Regions from separate parts of the Ovis aries genome. Here all the other regions are linked to region 1. Evidence: chromatin contacts called from public Hi-C data. All regions are on one chromosome and are shown on one strand. The core of a region is the stretch at or near the end of the contact, and the rest is flanking DNA. Distances in the headings are between cores, read along the strand shown. Region 1 overlaps THADA (THADA armadillo repeat containing). Region 2 has its middle 16 kb from the start of TRNAI-UAU. Region 3 has its middle 55 kb from the start of TRNAI-UAU.

What was found. Hi-C and Micro-C count contacts between places; a contact is called where the count stands out from the background.
Region 2: a contact with region 1 is called in a Hi-C map of tail adipose tissue, with 4 times the contacts expected there. The contact joins two enhancer-like sites. A contact is called at or near these places in 2 of 16 Hi-C or Micro-C datasets (skin fibroblasts and tail adipose tissue).
Region 3: a Hi-C map of tail adipose tissue shows a contact between it and region 1, with 4 times the contacts expected there. The contact joins two enhancer-like sites. A contact is called at or near these places in 4 of 16 Hi-C or Micro-C datasets (hypothalamus, muscle, omental adipose tissue and 1 more).

Annotation. Positions count from the first base shown.
Region 1 is chr3:80,743,934-80,747,387 of ARS-UI_Ramb_v3.0, reverse strand. THADA (THADA armadillo repeat containing) reads right to left here. Exons shown (of 38, transcript XM_060412225.1): 26 at 223-314. Among named protein-coding and RNA genes, the nearest start is that of THADA, 92 kb to the right of the region's middle. Within about 2 kb of position 1,582, at least 12 of the 54 cell types and tissues checked have an H3K27ac peak or open chromatin away from gene starts, as enhancers often do. A contact at or near this core is called in tail adipose tissue, where this site is marked.
Region 2 is chr3:81,332,847-81,336,300 of ARS-UI_Ramb_v3.0, reverse strand. No RefSeq gene overlaps it. Among named protein-coding and RNA genes, the nearest start is that of TRNAI-UAU, 16 kb to the left of the region's middle. Within about 2 kb of position 1,765, at least 19 of the 54 cell types and tissues checked have an H3K27ac peak or open chromatin away from gene starts, as enhancers often do. A contact at or near this core is called in tail adipose tissue, where this site is marked.
Region 3 is chr3:81,293,296-81,296,749 of ARS-UI_Ramb_v3.0, reverse strand. No RefSeq gene overlaps it. Among named protein-coding and RNA genes, the nearest start is that of TRNAI-UAU, 55 kb to the left of the region's middle. Within about 2 kb of position 1,594, at least 9 of the 54 cell types and tissues checked have an H3K27ac peak or open chromatin away from gene starts, as enhancers often do. A contact at or near this core is called in tail adipose tissue, where this site is marked.

The sequences.
Region 1 (3,454 bases), core at 333-2,832:
CTTGCTACCTCCAATATTTTTGTTGCTTTGAAAGGTCCACTTATTAAACAGTAGATATTTTTGCCTAGGGGCTTAACATTTGGCAGCATAGGTTCATTTACTATAGTATTTTTATAGTTTTATGCTCTAGATCAATCTATAAAAGTAAGCAAAATTCTAAAAATTATTTTTGGCCAGAATGATATTTTGTAAAAAATAAAGTTAGCATTAGATGAAGCTTACCTATTTTTTTTGGAAAGTTCATCCTTTCCCCTTTTAACTCCAAATATTCTTGTGATCAAGGTACTGAAGAGAAGCGTGGATGAATTTCTCACCTGTGTAAAAATACACAGTACAAGTTAAGAAATATTCATGGCATGAAACCAACATTTACAATGTTCAGACATTTACAATGTTCAAAACCATTACCCGATTGCCTAGTGTGTGGCTAAAGAAGATAGAGTTGTGTTCATAAAATAAGACAATTTTCAATAACTTTATAGCAATTACTTCATTACTATGAAGGACTTCCTCTTAAACTGAGCTCAACAATCCAACCACATGTACATAACACAGCTTTTTCCTGTACTTCTTTACAACCACCAACTGTTGCATTATCTCTTTGTACCTGTATCATCAAGTAACCATTTTTAAAAAAACAAAACCAATAAATTCATTTTTCTACATCATTTCTGATGAATATCCCAAGAAAGAGCTTAGCTCTTTCCTTTTATTTTCTACAATCATTTACCTATGAGAAAATACTTATCAGATCTAACTCAATGGATCCACATTATTAATATGGCCAATAAAATACTAATCTGCTTCCCAACCAATGTATCAAGACAGTTTCCTATGTCATAAAAATGTCTTGAGTATCAAGGCATATTGTGCTGTGCTTAGTTGCTCAGTAGTGTCTGACTCTTTGGGACTCCATGGACTGTAGCCCACCAGGCTTTCCTAACCATGGGGATTCTCCAGACAAGAATACTGGAGTGGGTTGCCATGCCCTCTTCCAAGGGACTTCCCAACCCAGGGATCAACCCAGGTCTCCTGCACTGCAGGCGGACTCCTTACCATCTGAGCCACCAGGGACATTGAAGGTGAAAGTCGGTCAGTCATGTCTGACTCAGACGTGTCTGACTCTTTATAGCAACCCCATCAACTATATAGTCCATGAAATTCTCCAGGCCAGAATACTGCAGTGGGTAGCCTTTTCCTTCTCCAGGGGATCTTCCCAGCCCAGGGATCGAATCCAGGCCTCCTGCATTGCAGGCAGATTCTTTACCAGCTGAGCCACAAGGGAAGCCCTATACCAGGGATATTGGGCTTCCTCAATTACCTTGCCAAATCTGAGTAGAGATGTATAAATATGTACTGACTTTCCTAAGTATGTAAGGCCGTATACTAGCACCATGGAGAATATCCAGAAATAGAAGACACACACTTACTGCTAACACAGAGCTCATATTCTAATTAGACAGGAGTTATACAGTGTGTTAAAATAGCAATGTAAGAAGAAAGGTAGCTGACAGTAACAATGTAGGATTTAGAAAACAGCTTCCCGAAACTACTGCAGTAAGGATCACACACTCAAACGCCCACAAAGGCAGTGAGTTACACAGGCGGCAGAGGACTGGGTCTAAGGCAGGCACTATTAAGCTGAAGCTGAAGCTAATGCCCTGAGGAAAATGTAAGCCCGGTGTTGCCAGATCTTCTGCTTTTTCAACAGAAGCCAGAAACCCTAAGTTTTATGTGAATTCTATTTTGAAATGTTGGCAATAAATTAAAGAAAAAAAAAAAAACCGTATTGCGGGAGCCAAATAAAACACAGTTGTGGGCCAGATTTGACATATCAGCCACCAGTGTGTAACCTCTCCTCCAGAAGCACATGACTGACTCAATTTATGTGCGGTAACTCTTGAAATGGACCACAGATACACCGGCACAATTCATACCTTAATTGCAATGAAACTCTAAAATTGGACAAGCTCACTTACATCCATTCCACAGTTAACAAACATTAATGAAATCCCTGATATCTCCAAACAAGTCACTCTGTCCTGGTACTCTACTGACATCCCCTCTGACCTAGCTCAGGTCTTACCTCTCACCTAGTCTATGGACTTGGTTCCCAAAGACTCCTTAGGTTGAAGATGACTTAGTAAAGTCATCCATGACCCTATCACCTTGAGATGGACAGGTACACACTGCTATATTTAAAAGTAACAACCAAAAAGGACCTACTGTGTAGCACAGGGGACTCTGCTCAATGTTATGCTGCAGCCTCGATGGGAAGGGAGTTTGGGGGAGAATAGATACATGTATATGCATGGCTGAGTCGCTCTGTTGTGCTCCTGAAACTACCACAAAATTGTTAGCAGGTTACACACCAATATAAAATTAAAAGTTGGTGGTTGTTTTTTTTAAAGAATCACACAAAAGCATAAAACGAAAAGAAAAATCAATACACAAACTTCATCTTGCCCTAAACCAAACTTTCTGACAAAGACTGCCAGAGGCAGTAAAGTTAAAACAGGACTGCCTGGAGAGGAAAGGGGAAGCCTGAGGAGGCACACTTTATCAAAACCATAGAGGACTGTTTTACAGACTGAATGAGGGCCTGCAGAAGGAAAACTCCCTTGTTTGATTCAACAGGCTGAAGGCAGGAGACACATAATGTCTTTGAGTAATGTTAAGATGGATCAGAAGGATTACCATCCTGATCCATTCACCATCAAGTTCCCTCATTAGTGGCCAATGACTATCATTAATTTTTCCAGTAGATACAGCAAATTAGTGGTGTTCTACCATTAATTAGTTACAGTTTTTAGAAAAACTACCATTAAAAAAAAAAAAAAAAGCTTTCCCTAGTGAGCTATTTGGTCATTCTGTTATCAGTTAATACAGAATTATTTCCATAAATTTACCAGTTTGCAGAATAATGAGTTCATGCCACAGTAATCTCCAAAGGTGACCAAAAGATAAACTTATAAGACATTTAAAAAATGATCCTTTTATTGAGATATAATTCATATATCATAAAATTCACTTATCTTAAAGGGTACTCTTCAGTAATTTTACTATATTCACAAAGTAGAAATGATCACCACTACTTAACTCCAGAACATTTTCATGACTCCAAAATGAAACTCTATATACATTAACAGTCATTTCCCGTCTTCCCACTCTAGGCAAGACTTTCTGTCCCTATGGATTTGCCTGTTCTGGACATCTCACACATTCCTCCAACCTTCTGTATGTGGCTTTCATTCTCAAGGCTCACCCGTGTTGTAGCATTTGTCAGTATGCCATTCCTTCTTATGACTGAATAATATTCCACTTTATGGATATACTACATTAAAAAAATCTGCTTATCATTTGATGAGCACTGGGTTGTTTCCACTTTTCGTCTATTATGGATAATGGTGCTATGAACACCCGTGTACAAGTTTATGTGTGAATGTGTTTTCAC
Region 2 (3,454 bases), core at 516-3,015, 590 kb before region 1:
GGCTGGGGCAGAAATCCCCTTAGGATTTTTATTTTTGGATGGCTACACGGCTTGTGGGATCTTAGTTCCCTGACCAGGGATTAAACCCAGACCCCAGAATTGAAAGTGTAGAGTCCTAACTACTGGACCACCAGGAATGTTTTTAAATATTAAATTTTCATTCATCAGCTGTTCGTGTAGACTCAGTGAAAATATTTTGTTGGATTTATATTTAAGATGCCATTTTTTTTTAGTCATTAGGTAATATACTCAAAGTTTCAAAATTCAAAGGTTTCAAAATAAGTAAACTTCTGTTTAATAGATAAAAGCCCAATCTAATGTTTCCGACAAAAAGGCAGCATGGATATTAAAAGACATAGGTGGAAAAATGTGTTAAGAGTATGGAAAACTCTTCCCCTGAGTCCTGCTTGCCTTTTATTTTGAGACTTTTGGGTGTACAGAAGTTTCAGCGTTTTCTTAAGTCATGTCTTTCCCTGTATAAGCTTTTCTTTGCCGGGAAAGTCATTGCCCATCCTGATATCCGCTCCCCATTCTTTTTCTTCAATTGTGTTTTCATGGCTTCATAATATGCCCTCTCAGCCACCTCAGAGAAACTTCAATTAGTGCTGTGGTTTTGAGATGGAGCCGAGGGCTGGTGTGGCTACCTGAGGGTGGTGCATTTCAAGGCTATTTGGGCTTAGACTCCAGCCCTGTCTCTGAACCAAACAGTCTCCCCATTTGGCAGTTACTCACGGCAGGACAAAGACAGAGGGGCCAGCGTCCTTCTTGCTGGGGCAGAGGGCCTGGGGGAATTGGCCCTGCCGTGGGGAGAACCTGGGGCATGGCAGCGCCAACTCTGGCCAGAGTCTGGGCACCCTAGTCAGCTAGTCAGAGATGCAGGTGTCTTCAGGCATAGCCGAGCCAAGTGTGGGTACTCTGGTGGACACTCTGAGACTTGGGGAGTCCTGCCCACCAGCAGCAATGCAGGGCTGGTTTCCAGATCCTGAGGACTGGGGAACCAGGGAGGCCATGAAACTGAGAACTCTGAACAGGGACCATGCAGGTGGGGTGGGCCCTCTGAGATACGGAGGAGCCCAGTTAATCAGGACAGGCATTGGTCCTAGTAGCCAGCATGCTCCTGCGGCATTTCAGAAAATGGTGCCAGAGTGGCTGAAACGATTTGTGTGATCATGTGTGTGTGAGTCCTTAAGCAATGCATCGTGGTAGACATATATCAGGCAGTGAGCTATTCCAGGGTCGTTATTGCTACCTGCTGCTTTAGTCTCAGCAGGGACATGTACACGCCCCCTTCCCTTACACCCTCTCCCTGGATGTTGGGGTGGCCCAATCAACCTTGTTCCTAAGGGGGCTCTTCTTGTTCCCAGGACAGCCTGGTCTGAGCACTGAGCTGGGGACACAGCTCTTGGCTGGATAGCTGGAGGTCAAATGTTGTCGTCAACCCATCCTCAAGTCATGATGTCAGAGATCATTCTGCTCTTTCTTGGATATCAGTTTCCTCATCCATAAAATGGGATGACTGACATTGCAAACCAGATGACCAAATGGAGGAATAAGTGAGATACAGTTCTGGAAAAAGGAAAGAATCATCCAAGGCCAGGGCTTTGCGGTGGCCCACCCCGGGCCGTGGACCACCGCTCCTCATGCTGTCCCTCTGGACTCCAGCAGGTGGCAGCATCGCTCCTCTCGCGTGTGCTCTTTGTCCTGGTGGGCCGGAGCTTGGGCCTTACTCAGTTCACACCCCACGTTCCCACCTCCCAGAGGAAGTGGGAGGGATAGGAACAGCCTCTGACACAGCGGCCAGGGCCAGGAGCCCAAATGCCCTGGGTGGGAAGGGCCTGGAAGGAGAATTAAAACCTTGCTCTTTCTCTCCAAAAAGCACAGAGGGGCCAGGGGGCTGAGTCCCGTTGTGTGTGAGCACAAGGAGGTTAATGTGGGCACTTGGGGTGAAGGGACCGTTCTGCCACAACCCGTCCCACCCCACCTGGAGGAGGCCAGGACCTCTTCTCTGCCAGGCCAGCTGGCACTTCAGTGGGAATGGGGAAGTTCCTCTATTTGTGTGTGTGTGTGTGTACTAGGATTGATAATATCGCTCACACTTCAATTCGTCTGTGCGGAGTAAAAAGTCATTTCTTTATTTATTGTATAATTAATCTGGCCTTTCCCCCAACTCCTATCTGATAAGCAATGAGAAAAACAATGAAATGTCCCACTTGATTTAAACGTCCTGGGACCTGAGAGTTTAGCCTGTCCTGTTAAGTGATTTTCATTCTGCTTACAGAAAGTGTTGTTTTCAAACTGAACACTTCCTAAGTTTCTCCCACCGATGCAAGGTGGAGGTGTGTGGACAGACAGGGCAGCTTGTGTGACAGCTGGCAGCAGCCACGTGTTGGGATCCTGGGGTGTGGTGTCCTTTGGTTTCCAGGCAAGGTAGCTTGTCCCTGCTGAGTTTGTGACTCGTGGTCTGGTCTTGCTTGTCCGTCCAGAGCCCCTGTGGTGCCCCTGGCTGCCTCCCACAGGGCCTCCCACTGACCCAGTGGTCCCCTCCCTTCCTGTGGCATCTCATTGTTGAGTGGGCGTGACCCTGGGTGACCTGCAGGCTCACAGCTTGGTAGGTAGGCCTGTGGAAACTGAGGCTGGCCTGTGAAGCTGAGCTTCCCAGGCTCCTCTGCCTTACCCGGAGCCTTGGTGTTGGAGACAGAGGCAGGTAGGTTCAGAGCAGCCTGGGAGACGGGCAGGGTTGTCACCAGGGCCCCTCTATTGAGCAAAGCAGATGGGACTTCCTCCTCTTGCCCAGGCATCCCTTACATAAAATGCCTTGATCACACTCAAGAAGAGAAACGAAGGCATCCGGAAAATATGCTCTCAAGAGCATAGCATGGCTTAGAAGTCTTTTGACTTACCACATAATCATATTTTGCAGGTCAGATGCCGAACATTACAGCATTTTTCTTTTGTGCTTTTTGTGTCGAAACTCCATCCTCATCTCTCCTCAGGCAGAGAGGATGCCTCGGGCTAAGGAAGATGAAGGTCTTGTATTTATAAAGGCAAGAAAGAAAAACACATTCATAGATTTTCAAATACCCTTTTATGCTTGAAATGTTAACAACATTGGATAATGGACAAAGGATACCTAACAGGTAAAATGTGAAGGATTTTTCCACGGGGATAATTCACTATCTTGCTCGTGTTAGACTCTGTCCTTTTAGGGAGGATACACAGTGAGTCAGAAGTAGATGCCACTCAGCAAAAAAAAAAAAACAAAACAAAAAACAGCACACAATGTGGAAAGATGGCTCAGCCCAGCGGGAATCCTTTCTGAGCTCCTTGGGGCCAAGGCAAGACCAAGGCAGGCATAGGATGAGAGGAAGGCTGTGATTGGTGGGCCTCTCTCCAGACTCCGCCATCACCCTCTCCTATTGGAGGAAAGAAAACAGGATTCAAGCTAACTAGGAGC
Region 3 (3,454 bases), core at 345-2,844, 550 kb before region 1:
TGACCACTAGAGCCTCCAGGGCTGCAGGAAGGCACTGGGGACTTGGGGAAGTGAGGACAGGTTCCTGGAGGAGGGACAGGGGCACAGAAAAATGAGGGGAGAGGGACTCAAGTGGGAGACCAACCCCACCTTCCGCTGCTCTTGTCTCTAGTGGGCCTGGGCCACCCCCAACAGTTGCAGGAGAAAAGGGTGCAGTCCAGAATGGGCGCAAGAATGACCGTGCCTGGCTTGCGTCCCCAGGCAGATGGAGGCCAGGAATGGGAGCACCTGGGGGACGGGCTGGGTCTCCTTGCTCCCAACTGGGCCCCCAGAAAAAAAAACTGCCCTGCACCCCTAGAGTGTCCTATTGGGGGTTGGGTGCTCAGGGAGGAGGCCCTGATCCCAGGAACACTTCCTGCCCAGGCTAAGGCCTGTGGGGAATATGTGAGTTGGGGGTGGGGGCTGGTTGTTGGGAGGAGAAGAGCTCTTTCTTGTTCTCAGTTCACCCCTTTCTTGAAACTCTCAGAGTACAGAACCAAAAAAAGAGCTCCCCAGGCCTGGAGACACCATGTTGACCATCTCCTGTGTGACGCATCCTGTGGATTTCATCAAGGCAGGTTCTGGACGCTCTCTGTTGTAGATTTTCCCCGAGTGGCTGATAAACTTGCTTACTCCAAGTAACTCACGATCGATAATGGTTAGAGGTGTGTGTGCCTTCCTAGGTGGATAAAAGAGGAACAAGACTCACCAGAAGCTGGACTGCCCATCCAGGGAGGAGAGGGAGATAATTTGAGGCCAGGAACCTTTCTGCTCACTCCTATCATGAAGGTAATATTCATCAGCCCAGATGTTGGTATAATATGCTAGAATTTGCAAAGCCATTTCACGTAGGGTGCCTTATTCGATCCTCCCATCACGTGATTGAGGTGGACAAGGAGAGGATTATTAATATCATTTTTGCAGATGAAGACAGAGATTAGGGCCCGGAGGGCTCAGGAACATATCCAGGGCTGCACAGCCAGATGGTGGCAGAGCGGGGACAGGGAATTAGTCATTCCTTTCCCTCTAAGTGAGGTCTTTTCTGGGATGCTGGCCTGCAGGGTCTGGGCGCAGGAGTCTAGAAGGGGCAAAGTCCAGAGAGTTGCAGGTGGTGGACAAGGCTGGAGGGTTGTAAGCAGAGGTCCTGTTTCAGGATCCAAACTTCATCTCTTTCTTGAAAGTTAGTTACCTCCCCAGAGCCTCAGTTTCCTCACTCATCAAGTGGGAATAACAACCCTTTCCTATTCTCCCAGGGGGGTTACTGTGAGGCTCCCAAATGAGATAAAGTGATTGAAGCCTAGCTGCAGACTGCAGAGGCTGCCCAAGGGCTCCATTCCAGGAAGCTGGGGCTGGACTCTTTCTATGCTGTTCACACCCTTCCTTTGGGGAAAGCAGAGGATCAGAAATAGCCTTCAGTTTCTGTCCTCTCTGCCTCCCCTGGGATCAGGGCTGAATGTTTTCTTCTTGGAAAAACAAAAAAATCAAAGCCGTTGCAGAAAAATCAACAGTTCATTTCTGCTTCCCCTGGGCTTCCCTCCTGCTCTTTGGGGCCAAGAGGAGAGGAAGTTGCTGGAGGTCTGGGCTCGGCTGGCGGCCTTTTAGAGTCCTCGCTGCCCTGCAAGGGCCATGGGGATAGGACTGGAAGGCATTTGTCTTGTGTTCAGAGGCCGATGCAGGTAGCGCTCTGAGGTGGGGGACCCTGAACTTCCTTGAGAGACGGAGCAGGGAGGAGAGGAGCCCAGCTCTTCGAGGCCTGGCTATCATATCCTGCAAGCACCGGAACTGCCTGTACAAGCCAGACAAACGTGGCCTGCCCTCTAAACCAGAAATAATTATTCATTTCAACCGACATCTTTCTGGCCATTTGCAAAATGGAGTTCAGAATCCTGTGGGGCTTTTTTCCCCTTTAATGATCGGCAGATGAGTTTTCAGGGTGTGTTTATCTTTTTCAAGAAACAAGGAAAGCCTGGTTTAAGAGGAGAAACAGAACCTGTAGCCCACATATGTGTGGCACAGCTGGGCGACCCCAGATGAGTGTAGGCCAGGGCCTGGCCCTCTGCCCAGAGGTGGTGGCTGCCGACGTGGCTTCCCATTCCAGACCCAGGATCTTCACCTGAGATGGTTAGGTGGGCCCACCTGTGTCTCCTAAACCATGTCTGGGGAAAAGGGGACTTTACTTACAATTTCATAATGGCAGCAAAAGAGGTTTGTTGAGAAAACTTAAGCTATAGTATGGATGGACCGTATATGGTTTTCTAAACAGGTAGTCATACCCACAGCAATCTCAGACAACGTAAGGTATGTGTCTGACATTAGTTTCCAATCCCTCCTCAAGGAGGGGCTGAGAAAGGAATGTTTCAGTCCATGTTCTGGCCCAGGTTTCAGGCAGTATCTTTCTTCTCTCCTTTTGTTGCAAATCATTTTCGGTTCCATGGGTTGCAGGCAAGCTGTTCCCTTTCCTCTTCGGGAGCCTAGGGACTGTTGGTTTCTCTAATTTCCCAGGGTTGCACCTAGCGTGCACCATCTAGGAGGCATGGTTTCATAGCTCTATTTCTTTGCTGTTTGCTATAGCAGAGGCTTTTCTGGAGACCGAAAGTGGTGGATGGGACTCTCGGCAAGTGTGCACTGAGCTCAAGAATCCGGCTGTACCATGAGCCTTCTTCTTGCCGCTGCTGAGGTTGGTGTCACTCTACTGTCAGCCTTGGGTTTTGAAAGGATGGGAAAGGCACAATTTCTGATTATATCAAGGGCTTTTCCTCTCCTTTACAATAAAAATAGTTTCTAAACTAATTACCACATGGCTATTCACTATCATCTGTCTGTATACATACCCACATGTGTTACTGCAACATACTCACCCCAAAGCCCAGCATGTGGTGAAATTAGATGCTACGGGCTTGTCTCCTAATGTGTGTTATAAAGGCTGGGTATAGGGTTTCCAGTGAGGATCTGGGAAGGCTGATCATGTAGTTAGGGGATTTTGTTTGAGGGGCAAAAATGACTGCCCTCTGGCTGAATTACTAGTGCTGTGACTTCATGCATTGGCTTTGGGGTTTAGGTGTTAAGATCCTAATCTCATCATGGTGGTTGGTTTTAAATGACTCAGGTGGCATCTGCCCTTCCCCTACCCTCTCCTTTTCTCCATCTTCTTCTATACAACCTTGGAGTTATCCTGCTTTTAAGTGAGCAAACTCAAGACCCTCCTCAGGGAAGACCCAAGTTCTGGGGACCACCATCCTAGGGCCTGCAGGTATATGGTGACCCTCTTAGGGCTTCCTTTGGCTTGTACGAAGGGTCCAAGGTCATAGAAGCAGGCCTCCCAACCCATCTCCCAGATTTCTTCTCACCCCTTCCAGAGACACTGACCGTGTGCTGCAGGGCAAACAACAAAGACACAATCTTAAAGGCAGGCAGAGAGAAAAAGACCCGGAAGACT